Linked DNA regions of Rattus norvegicus: region 2 is linked to region 1. A link is a contact called in public Hi-C data. All regions are on one chromosome and are shown on one strand. The core of a region is the stretch at or near the end of the contact, and the rest is flanking DNA. Distances in the headings are between cores, read along the strand shown.

Region 1 (5,314 bases), core at 489-2,988:
TTTATGATGCAATATTCTGAAAGGTATAGTCCATGTGCACATGGAGTAGTATAGACAGTGGGATGATTTTTAAGTCATATAAAGATAAATGTGTGTATACATATATACATATATGTATAGATACATTATACATATGTACATGTGTACATGTGTACATACATACACACGCGCGCGAGCACACACACACACACATACACACACACACACACACACACACACACACACACACAGAAGCATATAGTTATTTTATCATGGTTTAAAAGACTGAGTTAGGCCACCAAACTCACAATTTCCAAGCATTTGTAGGACAGCAAGAGATTGTCTTTTGCCTTTCCTCACTGGGTGCCACACTGGGCCTGAAGAAGGCAGAGGACAGCTTGCTGGGTCTGTCCTCATCGTCAACCACATGGATCTTGCAACTGAACTCAGGATGTCAGGCATGGCTCAAGTCCCTTTTCCAGAGCCCTCTCAGCGGCCCGTAATTGTTCTTGTTCTTGTCCCTTGCTTTTCTTTCTCGAAAATGTCAGTTTGCAAGTTACTTTAAAGCAGGCAGTTGTAGGCATCATTCTGTAAGTAACACACAGACGTAGAAGGGCGATGTGGTCAGCAGGTTAATAGCAGAAGCCTGAGGAACATCGACATCCTCTTGTGTTTTGCGAAGGGTTTCCATGCTGTTAGGCTGAGTTCCAAGGAAGCTGAGCCTGAGCCAAGAGCTTCTGTTCAGGTGATTCATCGACATTTGGTTATGAGCCCAGCCTTTAATAACTGAGTTATCTCCCAGGCCCTTGGTGATTTATCGAATGGAGTACGTTCATGGAAAACCTTGAGAGGAGGAAGGGAAGAGGTGAAAGGCAGGAGTGGATACTAGACGAGTCATTGTTTTAGGGAAATCTTAGCTTTGGATGTTACATGTATATGACGCATGTGTGTGCTTGTATGCATCCCTGAGTACATGCGTGTGCATGTATGTACAGAGCCTGATATTGACATCAGGAGCCTCCTGGACCATTCTCCATCTTATATCTTGGGGCAGGGTTTCTCAGTTGAGCCCACAGCTCATAGAGTTGGCTAGTATAGGGAGTCACCTTGCACAAGGACTCCATCTTCAACTCACTAGCGGTGGGGTTACAAGCATCCACTGCATTTACTCAGCATTAACCTGGGCTCTAACAGTCCAAACTCTGGTCCGCAGGGTGGACCTCCTGCGCTGCTGAGTTGTCTCTCCAGCTCCCAGAAACTTCAGCTTGAGGGGAAAGTTTTTCCTTACTATCCCCCCTCCCCAAGAAAATTTTGTTCAATGAATATAACAAAGAAGTAAAGAAGAAGTTGCCCTGACAAGAGGAAAAAAGACTTGACTCCCAATTCAGCCTGTCATCAGTCACAAGAACAGCATCATTTTCCCACAGGAAGAGAGCCACGGTCACAAAACAGCTGACAAAAGGCCCTTGTAGGAGCATTGGTCTACTCTGGGGACTATGGATGGGGCACCGAGAGCACCTGCCACAGAGGCTGAGAAAATCACACTGAGAACAATGGTAGACGCACCGAGATGGTCTGTGGTCCAGGATGGTGTTGTCGCCAACTGGCGGCCACAATACTTCACTCATGGGAATTCCTCCAGAAGGGAAAATTCAACAATACTCAGGGTCATCCTGACCCACTCCATCCCGGTGTTCCATTGCCTGTGGCCACTCCTCCTGAGCCTGCAGCATCAAAGGATGTGGACGGTGTAGTAACACTGGGCAACTGGGCTTGCCTTACCCAATGGACTCTTGCCCTGAGTGTCCAAGGATTGAGTTCTACTGGACTTAAACTCCCCAATTTCCATTGAGTCATCTCAAAAAAAAAAAAAGAGTCTTTTTCTTCTTTGGAAGGAGGTGTACATCACTGGCACACAACACGGGCATTTTCAAAGGAGAGAAAGAGTAGACCCCAACTTGCAAGGCACGAGGCTTTCGGGCAATGGCTGGCCCATGTTAGGGCATGCCAATTCATTGGAGTCAACCACATATCTCAGCCTGATAGTGTGCGAATACAAACCGGATGCATCTGATTAAGTGCTCGAGGGCCTGGTGTAATAATTGACTCACTGGCAGTGTGCCTCCTTCCAGCTATTCTGGGATCTGGGCTTGGAGCATTTGGAGTTTGGCATGCTCACCTCAGAGGCTCTCTCGGCTGGGCCAGGTGCCAGGCGGCCATCCGCCTCACTATTCCGTTCTCCCTCTTCTCCATTCTTCTCCGTATTTCCCCACAAACCATGCCTTGCTCTTCGGATCGCGCCCTATTTTCTTCAGAGAGAAATTTCAGCTCCTCTGCTAAGCCAGGCTGGCCGATTTAGAGCTGGGCAGAGGGCGACATGGCCAGAATCAGATGGTGCTTGCCTTACCTTACCAAGGATGTTTGTTAAATCTGGTCAGTGACAGCTAGCTTGGGTCCCTGGCAACCAAGCAGGTAGAAAGTATTTCCTGTTGTAGATGGTTCTGTGTGGCTGAGGGATTAGTACCATAGTGTCCAGAGCCAGGCGCATTCCGTATCGGCGATGTCACTTATTAGCTGAGTCACTCTGAGCACTGACTCGGTCTCCCGTGCTCCTGGGTTATCATCTGTCACATGGAAATAACTGAAGGACCTACTTTGTAGGATTGGTAGGAGGATTAAATGAGCTCAACCCATAAATGAGCAGACAGATTTCCTTCCCCTTGGAAAGAAGTTTAATGAGGGTCGGTAAGATGGCTCAGTTGATAAAGGTGGTTGCCACGAAGACCAATGGTCCTGGTTGGCTCCATGAATACCCACATGGTAGAAGGAGACGACAGATTCTGGGGAGTTGTCCTCTGAGCCCCCCCAACCCCTTACACCTCTGCACATAAGCCCACACACAAACAAACTGTGTCACTGAAGGCTATAAAAATGCTCTTCAAAGGAGGATGTTAATGAGGTGTCAGGGAATTTCCTTGACATTATTTGTAGAGATAATCTAATTATTATTTACACAGTACTCTGGCGCTAAGCAACTGAAAGTCTCCAGCATTCTAGCTGATGAATTCTTACCATAACCCTGAATTATGTTCTGTCTTGCAATAACGAAATTACAAAGCAGAAGGCTGTACCTTGTCTGACGTTAAAGCGTGAATTGGACGTAGCAATCGAAAGAGTGAGCTTGATTCACTTCTAATGGCATGGAAAGATAAACACGTCGTATCACTGAGAAGCAACTGGAGATCGGAGACCAGGTTGAAAAGCAACAGAAAGTCACATGATGTATGTAGAATCACATTTCATGCTTTAAAGTGTATGTGTATGATCATGTCTACACGCATGTAGTGGCTGTGTGCGTAAGACATTTACAATGTAGAGACAGTTCACCTCTATGATAGCTGGCACAGAAGTTACTTTGTGGAAAGGGGCCACCTTTATTGAGAAGACAGCTAGGCCTTGAGAAAGTGTATCTCCTTGAGTCAAGGTCACAGGTGAGGAAGCAGAAGATCACTATGAAAAGGAGAGGCGGGCGAGGCCAGGGCCAGCGTGGTGGTAGGGAAGGTCAGTGAGGAGTGAACATTCATTTCTCACAGGGACTCCTGGGAAGTCATTAGCTCATGAAAACCCTTCAGTCAGTTCTGTGGTGGTTGATTTGATTGTCCAATTGACAGGACTACAGTCACCTAGGAGACAAACCAGTGAGAGAGTTTCTTGATGAGCTTGACTGGGGTGACAAGCCTACCTTAATGTGAACGGCACCATCCTGGGATCTTAGACAACAGACAGAGAGCAGAGAGACTTGTGCAACAACCTTCGTCTCTCTAGTTCTGACTGAATTCGTGCTTCACGGTCCATCTCCCATGACTCTCCCACTGTAAGGGAGTATGTAGCCCCCTCCTGCTGTGAACTACAGCACACTGTTTTCTCCTTATGCTTTTGTCTAGAAATTGTCACAGCCAGGAGAAAGGCGACAAAGACTCCCTAATGCTTGGTAGAGTGGGTCTCCTTGTGTGGCTTATAGATAGGTCTCCGACCAACCTCAGACTAAAAGAAAACGAAAGGAGAGCTTCACCTGGGGAGACATCCAGGATGTGTAGATGTGTGTGTGGGGGGGTAGATGACCTCGTTTGCACACTCACACTTGTGTGTCCTGCCAGAGCGCTGGAAGAACCCGTGTCACACTGTTGTGTGTGGTCACGCCATGTTGTGTGTTTGATAGCTTTCCATCACTGTGACAAAACCCCTTCCACAAACCATTTAAAGGGTAGAGAATCATATATGGCTCACTGGTTTAGAGGATCAGCCCACCAGTTTGTTATTTCTTTTCTGTCCCTGACAAAGAGAAACAGCCCCCCTCAGACAACTCTGAGGAAGCCACTCACTCCCACTCCATGGCAGCCAGGAAGCAAAGGTGGAGGAAAGAACCAGGAAGAGAATGGGCCGGGAAGACAAAGGGCCAGGGTTATATACCCTACCTCCCTTTGAAACGGGGTTTCTCTGTGTAGCCCTGGCTGTTCTGGACTCACTCTGTAGACCAGGCTGGTCTCCAACTCAGAGATCTGCTGGCCTCTGCCTCCTGAGTGCTGGGGTTAAAGGCGCAGGCTTACATATCCTCTTTGTCATGGCCTATGAAGTTCCACCAGTGGCCAAGCCTTTTAGCATACGGGCTTTTGTGGGCCATTGCCGATCAAGACCATAAATGTGAAGACAGTTTACAGTTACGATGGTGCCTCTTCCCATACATTTACTTATGTGCCATTAGGAATTTACAGTCGTGCTTCCGTAAGTAAATCAAACATCCTATCCCCACGCTTCCTTGGGGAAATGCTGTGAAAACCTCTGCCCATCTACGTCAGCATTTCTGAGCCAAGGGTCACTGTTGTCCTTCCTGACGTCGCATGTCTGGAGAACAGCTTAGGGGGAAAGCGCATACACTTTCAAGGCTCAGCAGCCAAATGCCCTGCTCTCCTTCCATTTTCTGTTGTAAAGCGCATGACAGAGAAGGGGAACGTGGTATGTGCGGTGAGCGGGACCTGAACTGCGCCTGCGTTCTTACCTTTGACCTCCTTAACCTCCTAATTGCAGACTCTTCTCCACAGAACAGCAAGCATTGGTTAATAAGCTCAAGGAGTAGGCTGGCCGGTCCTGGGACTGACAGTGAAACCCAATTTCCTGCCTTATCTCCAGTTCTTCCTCAGGCTCTGAGTCCCGACCTACTCACTCACTGACATCGGGTTCCCAGCTTCCTCCAATGATCGGGCCCTCGTCTCACTGTTCTTCAATTTCTCCCTCCATTCTGCCTCGTTTTTCTTCATTTCCCCTTACGATTGGGTCA
Region 2 (5,154 bases), core at 1,759-4,258, 230 kb before region 1:
GACCATCTCCACGGTGATGTCTCCATAAGCAATGGGTTCTTCCGTGAATGGCCAGTAGTGGTCGCATTTTACCTGAGGCAACAATAACGCCACCATTTTAAAAGACAAAGCGGAGCCAAGAAGTAACCAGGGAAGAAACAGTCTGTGCTCACTGCAGGGCAGCAATGATCCCCTCCTTTCCAAAGAAAACATGCAGGCCCATGGAGAAGGTGAAGACTAGGCACCTTCAGTCCCCCTTCCTGACAGTGGACAAACACCCAGGGCTGTGAACGGGGCAGGCATGGCCAACCGGCCCTCAGGCACATAGGTACACACCCTTCTTTTCTCATTGCACTGAGTGAGCATGACAATGATGCGAGACTTCTGCTGCAGGACCATCTTCCAGAAATCATTTCTGGTTTCCGGCAGTGGTCCCTGGGTGGCAATGTACTCCTGAGGTGAGTTGTAGCCCTGAAAGGAGAGTGAGAACGTCAACACTTCGCCAGCCAGCGTCACTGCCCCCTGAGTGCTGTTGGGCGTTCTAACCCTGCCAGGACGGCTGACATCCTGCTGATGGAGGAAGTTGGCAAAGGATCACACACCTATCAAATGTTTCCTTCAGCTTATCATGAAAGCGGTAACCAGAGGGCTTTTATACGGGTTGGTGTGGTTTTAAGCGCTGCTTGTTAGAAGCCTATCCAATCATGTCCACACCTTTTCACGTCAGCCGCACTCTTTACCTCAGCTGCTCTAAGTGCACAGGTGTGCAGCTGTAGTCTGGACTGTGGAGTCTAGACACAGGGGAGAGGCCCTCCCTTCAGTGCCATGACCTCCCTCCTCTAGTCTCTCACAGGGAGCTGTGGTTCTCAACCAGTGGGTTGTGACCCCTGTGGGGTTCAAATGACCATTTCACAGGGGTTCCATATCAGATATCCTGCATGTTAGATATTCACATATGACTCATAACGGTGAAGAATTTCCGTGATGATGGAGCCATGAAATGATTTTTATGGTTGAGGTCACCACAACACGAGGAGCTGTGTTAAAGGGCTGCAGCATTAGGAAGGGTGAGAGCCATTGCATCCTGTATTCTGAATAGGAGCAACAGGAAGTGCCCACAGCTCCTGGCCCTCAGTTGTTAGGTGGGGGCAGCTGCCACTTCTCCATTTCATGTATCCTTAGCCCCTACGGCCTTCCAGTGCCTGGTCTGTGTGGTTTTGAGCTTTGGATTAGTTTATTATTATTATTATTATTATTATTATCATTATTATTATTATTTCTACTTACAGGAATATAATTGGCATTAATGTAGTCTGCTCCTTCTTCTTCATTCATGGAGACCAGCCTCACTCTGCTGAAGTCGTCTATGAAGACCAGAGAGAAAAGACACATTAAAAAAAAAACCGGAATGGAAGGCAAAACGATTGTGTCGGTCTCTGTCAGATACCAAGTTAAACAGAAGGCCGAGGAGGGAGGCCGTCTACTGTTGTCTTAGGGCCTCCATTCGATAATTTATGACTTTCATCCAGCCACTACTTCCTCAGCTCTTCCAGCTCTGGAAGAGTCAGCTGCAAGTGCTTCAGGCAGGAACTGAAATATCTTTATGACCATACGGGAAGCTATAGTACGTAACGTAAATTTATGGTTGCCTTCTCGTGCAGCGACATCCGAGGAACCCACTACCTCACCCAGAGAACGGAAGTCACATGGGCCTTTTCGAAGTTATTATGACACTTACTGGTTTAATTCTTTTTGTTGCTGGACATGAAATTTAATGTTTAAGGTAAATGATTGTGTGTGTGTGTGTGTGTGTGTGTATGTGTGTATGCGTGCATGTGTGTGTGCATGCGTGCATGTGTGTGTATGTGTGTGTGTGTGCATGTGTGTGTGTGTATGTGTGTATGCATGCATGTGTGTGTGCATGCGTGCATGTGTGTGTATGTGTGTGTGTGTGCATGTCCACCCGCCTGCACATTAAGAAAGGACTACTAGAGTTAAGCAAAGAAGCATCTGTCATCTCACACTTATTCTTTTTGTGTGGAAGTGCGTAAAGCCCACTCCATTATAAACCTTTCAGGGTTCCACACGTGTCATTAACTACAGTCCTCACAGTGTGCTTAGACTCCCCGGCCCTGTTCGTCTCTATAAAACCGAAGTGTAGCACTCTCTTCCTATCACTTACCAGCCCTAATCCCGGTTCGCTCTCGATCGTGTATCAAATAGTATTATTGTTGGCCTTGTTGATTTCGGTTTTTTACCTTGGTTATTTCTCCCTGTTCTTTTTCCTTTCACTTATTCAGATTTATCTTACTAACTTCATCCTCAAACTTCTCTTTATTGGTGTGTGTTTACTCTATGGTGTTGAGTTTCATAAGGAAAGTCTCTGGTTCTTGACAGTGACCAGGTGTCAACTGGATTCCCTCTCAAATTCATGGACTCGTTTCCTTTGATTATTACTGTTACCTATATAAATATGTAAGAACAACTTGCTCAGTTTATTTAGTATTGCTTATATGTAAATGACATCTGTGGACTATCTGACTTGGAATTGGATGAATAGGGAGCTCACTCCCAGAAGATCAAGTCTCCCTTTCTTAGCAGTCATTGGCTGCCGGGAGTCCTTTGTCTGTGGTAGGGAGGGTCGAATGCTCAGATGCAATTTATGTGAAGAGGTGTAATAAACCCCCACCTCCACCCGGTAAGACCAATGTGCCAGCCAGGTCTGGGAAGACTCGGTGGTGGCCCTGTGATTCAGACCACACTTGAGTCTGGCGGGAAAATAGTGAGACTGATTGAGTGGCAGAAGCAAAGCTTTGACCTTTAAGAGACAGGGCTGGGGTCAGGGCTATTGATCAGCTTACACGGCAGGATGTTTGTATAGCGGTTTTTACATCGGTTCAGCGGAAGATCTGCAGCAAAGTGTGGAATATCCAGTCCAATCAACTTCAACTCCTGCAAACAAGAGAGAACAGGTTCAAAGTTTCTGTACCCAGTGCAGAACTGGATGGCTTAATGTTCACCTTGGACTCTGTTCATGGATAAAACTTCAACATGCCCTTGGTCAGCTGATAAGGCAGCAATTTCTTTTAAGGGCAGGACGTGCTAGCCGATCCACTTCGCTCTTGTCAGCTCGCTCTAGTCAATGAATCTGGGTAGAACTTGGGTGAAATTGGAAGTTCACTATGGGCTTCTTTAGTTTGGTTTCTTCTCCTGACCTCTACCACCAACAGAAAGAGTCCATGGGCAGCAAAGCTGCTGATGTCAGGGTGAGGAGACAACCTGATGGATACCCACAGCCTGAAGCAGAAGCACTCCAGTGAAACCACGTACCTGTGAGTGAGAAAGCTAAGCATCGCAGGGACTTGAACCCTAAAGGTAGTTTGTTAGCACAGCTGCAGTGAAGCACAGTTCACTCTGCCATCTAAACAGCTCGAGCTTCTCACAGATTACTCAGAGAAGTAAGATCTACGTGGGAGATGGGGTGTGGGAGGCTTGGGAATGAAAACACAGATCAGGATTATGACAAGGAGGGCAGCTCGTGTATGAGCTGTTCACATAAACCATGAGGAAGCATGGGCATCTGTTTTCTCGTAGAAATGAGCCCCCAAAGAAGTTGTGAGACAGTGGGGTTAGGAGTAGGAAGCAATCTCCACAGTATAAAATATTGGGTGAACAGCCTCTAAATGCCGGTGATGGGACCCGAAGAATAAAGGTGAATCATCAGTGAGGAGGCAGCCCTAGAGTGGAAGGCGGCACACCGGATGGACATCTACTGGCCTGTCGGTTATCTGTACCTCAGCCCCTACCACAGCAGGCATTGGTGTTTTTCTTACAACCATGCCATTCAAAAGAGTGACTGTGAGAAACATTTCGGCTGTTTATCCCCCTGTGTCTAATAAAAAACAAAAGGAGTACTACTCAGCTATTAAAAACAATGACTGGGGCTGGGGATTTAGCTCAGTGGTAGAGCGCTTACCTAGGAAGCACAAGGCCCTGGGTTCGGTCCCCAGCTCCGAAAAAAAGAACCAAAAAACAACAACAACAACAAAAAAAACCAAAAAAACAGTGACTACATGAAATTCTTAGGCAAATGGATGGAACTAGAAAATATCATCCTGAGTGAGGTAACCCAGTCACAAAAGAACACACATGGTATGCACTCACTGATAAGTGGATCTTAGCCCAAAAGCTTGGAATACCCAAGACACAATCCACAGACCACATGAAGCTCAAGTACAAAGACCCAAATGTGGCTGTATCCGTCTTTCTTGGAAGAACAAAATACTCACAGGAGGAAATACAGGGACAAAGGGTGGAGCAGAGACTGAAGAAAAGGTCATCCAGAGACTGCCCCACCTGGGGAATCCATCCCATATGCAGATACCAAACCCAGTCACTATCACGGATGCAAAGAAGTGCTTGCTGACAGGAGCCAGATATGGGTGTCTCCTGAGAGACTCTGCCAGAGCCCTGCTGATACAGATGAGGATGCTTGCAGCTAACCATTGGACTGAACAAGGGGACCCAATAGAGGAGTTAGAGAAAGGACTGAAGAAGCAGAAGGGGTTTGCAACCCCATAGGAAGAACAACAGTATCAACCAACCAGACCTCACCAGAGCTCCCAGGGACTAAACCGCCAATCAGACAGTACACATGGAGGGTCCCATGACTCTGGCCACATTTGTGACAGAGGATGGCATTGTCCAGCATCAATGGAAGGAAAAGCACTTGGTCCTGTGAAGGATTGTTTGCCCAATGTTGGCTTTGAGGTGGGAGTAGGTGGGTGGAGCGGGAGCATCGTCATAGAAGCAGGGGGAGGGGAGAGGAGGTATGGGAGAGGGAGGAAAGGGGGGAACATTCGAAATGTAAAGACATAAAATATCTAAGAGAAATAAAATTATTTAAAATAAAATATGAAAACGGAAAGAAAATGAGGTTGCATATAACCAGATCACCTAGAAGTCTACTTTATGGTCTACTGGAATGGTAGTTTCTGGGCTTGTATATCTAAAGGAGCAAATCTAGCAATATCCGGAAACACTCCAAGATGTATTCTTATTGTTTTTTATTTTATGTGTGCGTCAGTGCAAGGGAATGCTCTGTGCGTGTGTGTGCTACAGAGCCCCTCGGTATTTGTCTTTACTGTCGTTTCTATAAGCTTCTTCAGACAGCCG

What was found. A called contact is a pair of places that touch in the nucleus more often than the background predicts.
Region 2: a Hi-C map of kidney shows a contact between it and region 1, with 3 times the contacts expected there. The contact joins two enhancer-like sites. A contact is called at or near these places in 5 of 12 Hi-C or Micro-C datasets (the A7r5 cell line, Schwann cells, frontal cortex and 2 more).

What each region holds. Positions count from the first base shown.
Region 1 is chr4:171,854,300-171,859,613 of GRCr8, reverse strand. No RefSeq gene overlaps it. Among named protein-coding and RNA genes, the nearest start is that of Rerg, 36 kb to the right of the region's middle. Within about 2 kb of position 1,738, at least 23 of the 93 cell types and tissues checked have an H3K27ac peak or open chromatin away from gene starts, as enhancers often do. A contact at or near this core is called in kidney, where this site is marked.
Region 2 is chr4:172,084,600-172,089,753 of GRCr8, reverse strand. Ptpro (protein tyrosine phosphatase, receptor type, O) reads right to left here. Exons shown (of 27, transcript NM_017336.2): 20 at 2,841-2,931; 21 at 1,267-1,343; 22 at 316-450; 23 at 1-72. LOC120102421 (a long non-coding RNA gene) reads left to right here. Exons shown (of 4, transcript XR_005504027.2): 3 at 1-616; 4 at 1,269-1,400. Among named protein-coding and RNA genes, the nearest start is that of Eps8, 130 kb to the left of the region's middle. Within about 2 kb of position 3,008, at least 1 of the 93 cell types and tissues checked has an H3K27ac peak or open chromatin away from gene starts, as enhancers often do. A contact at or near this core is called in kidney, where this site is marked.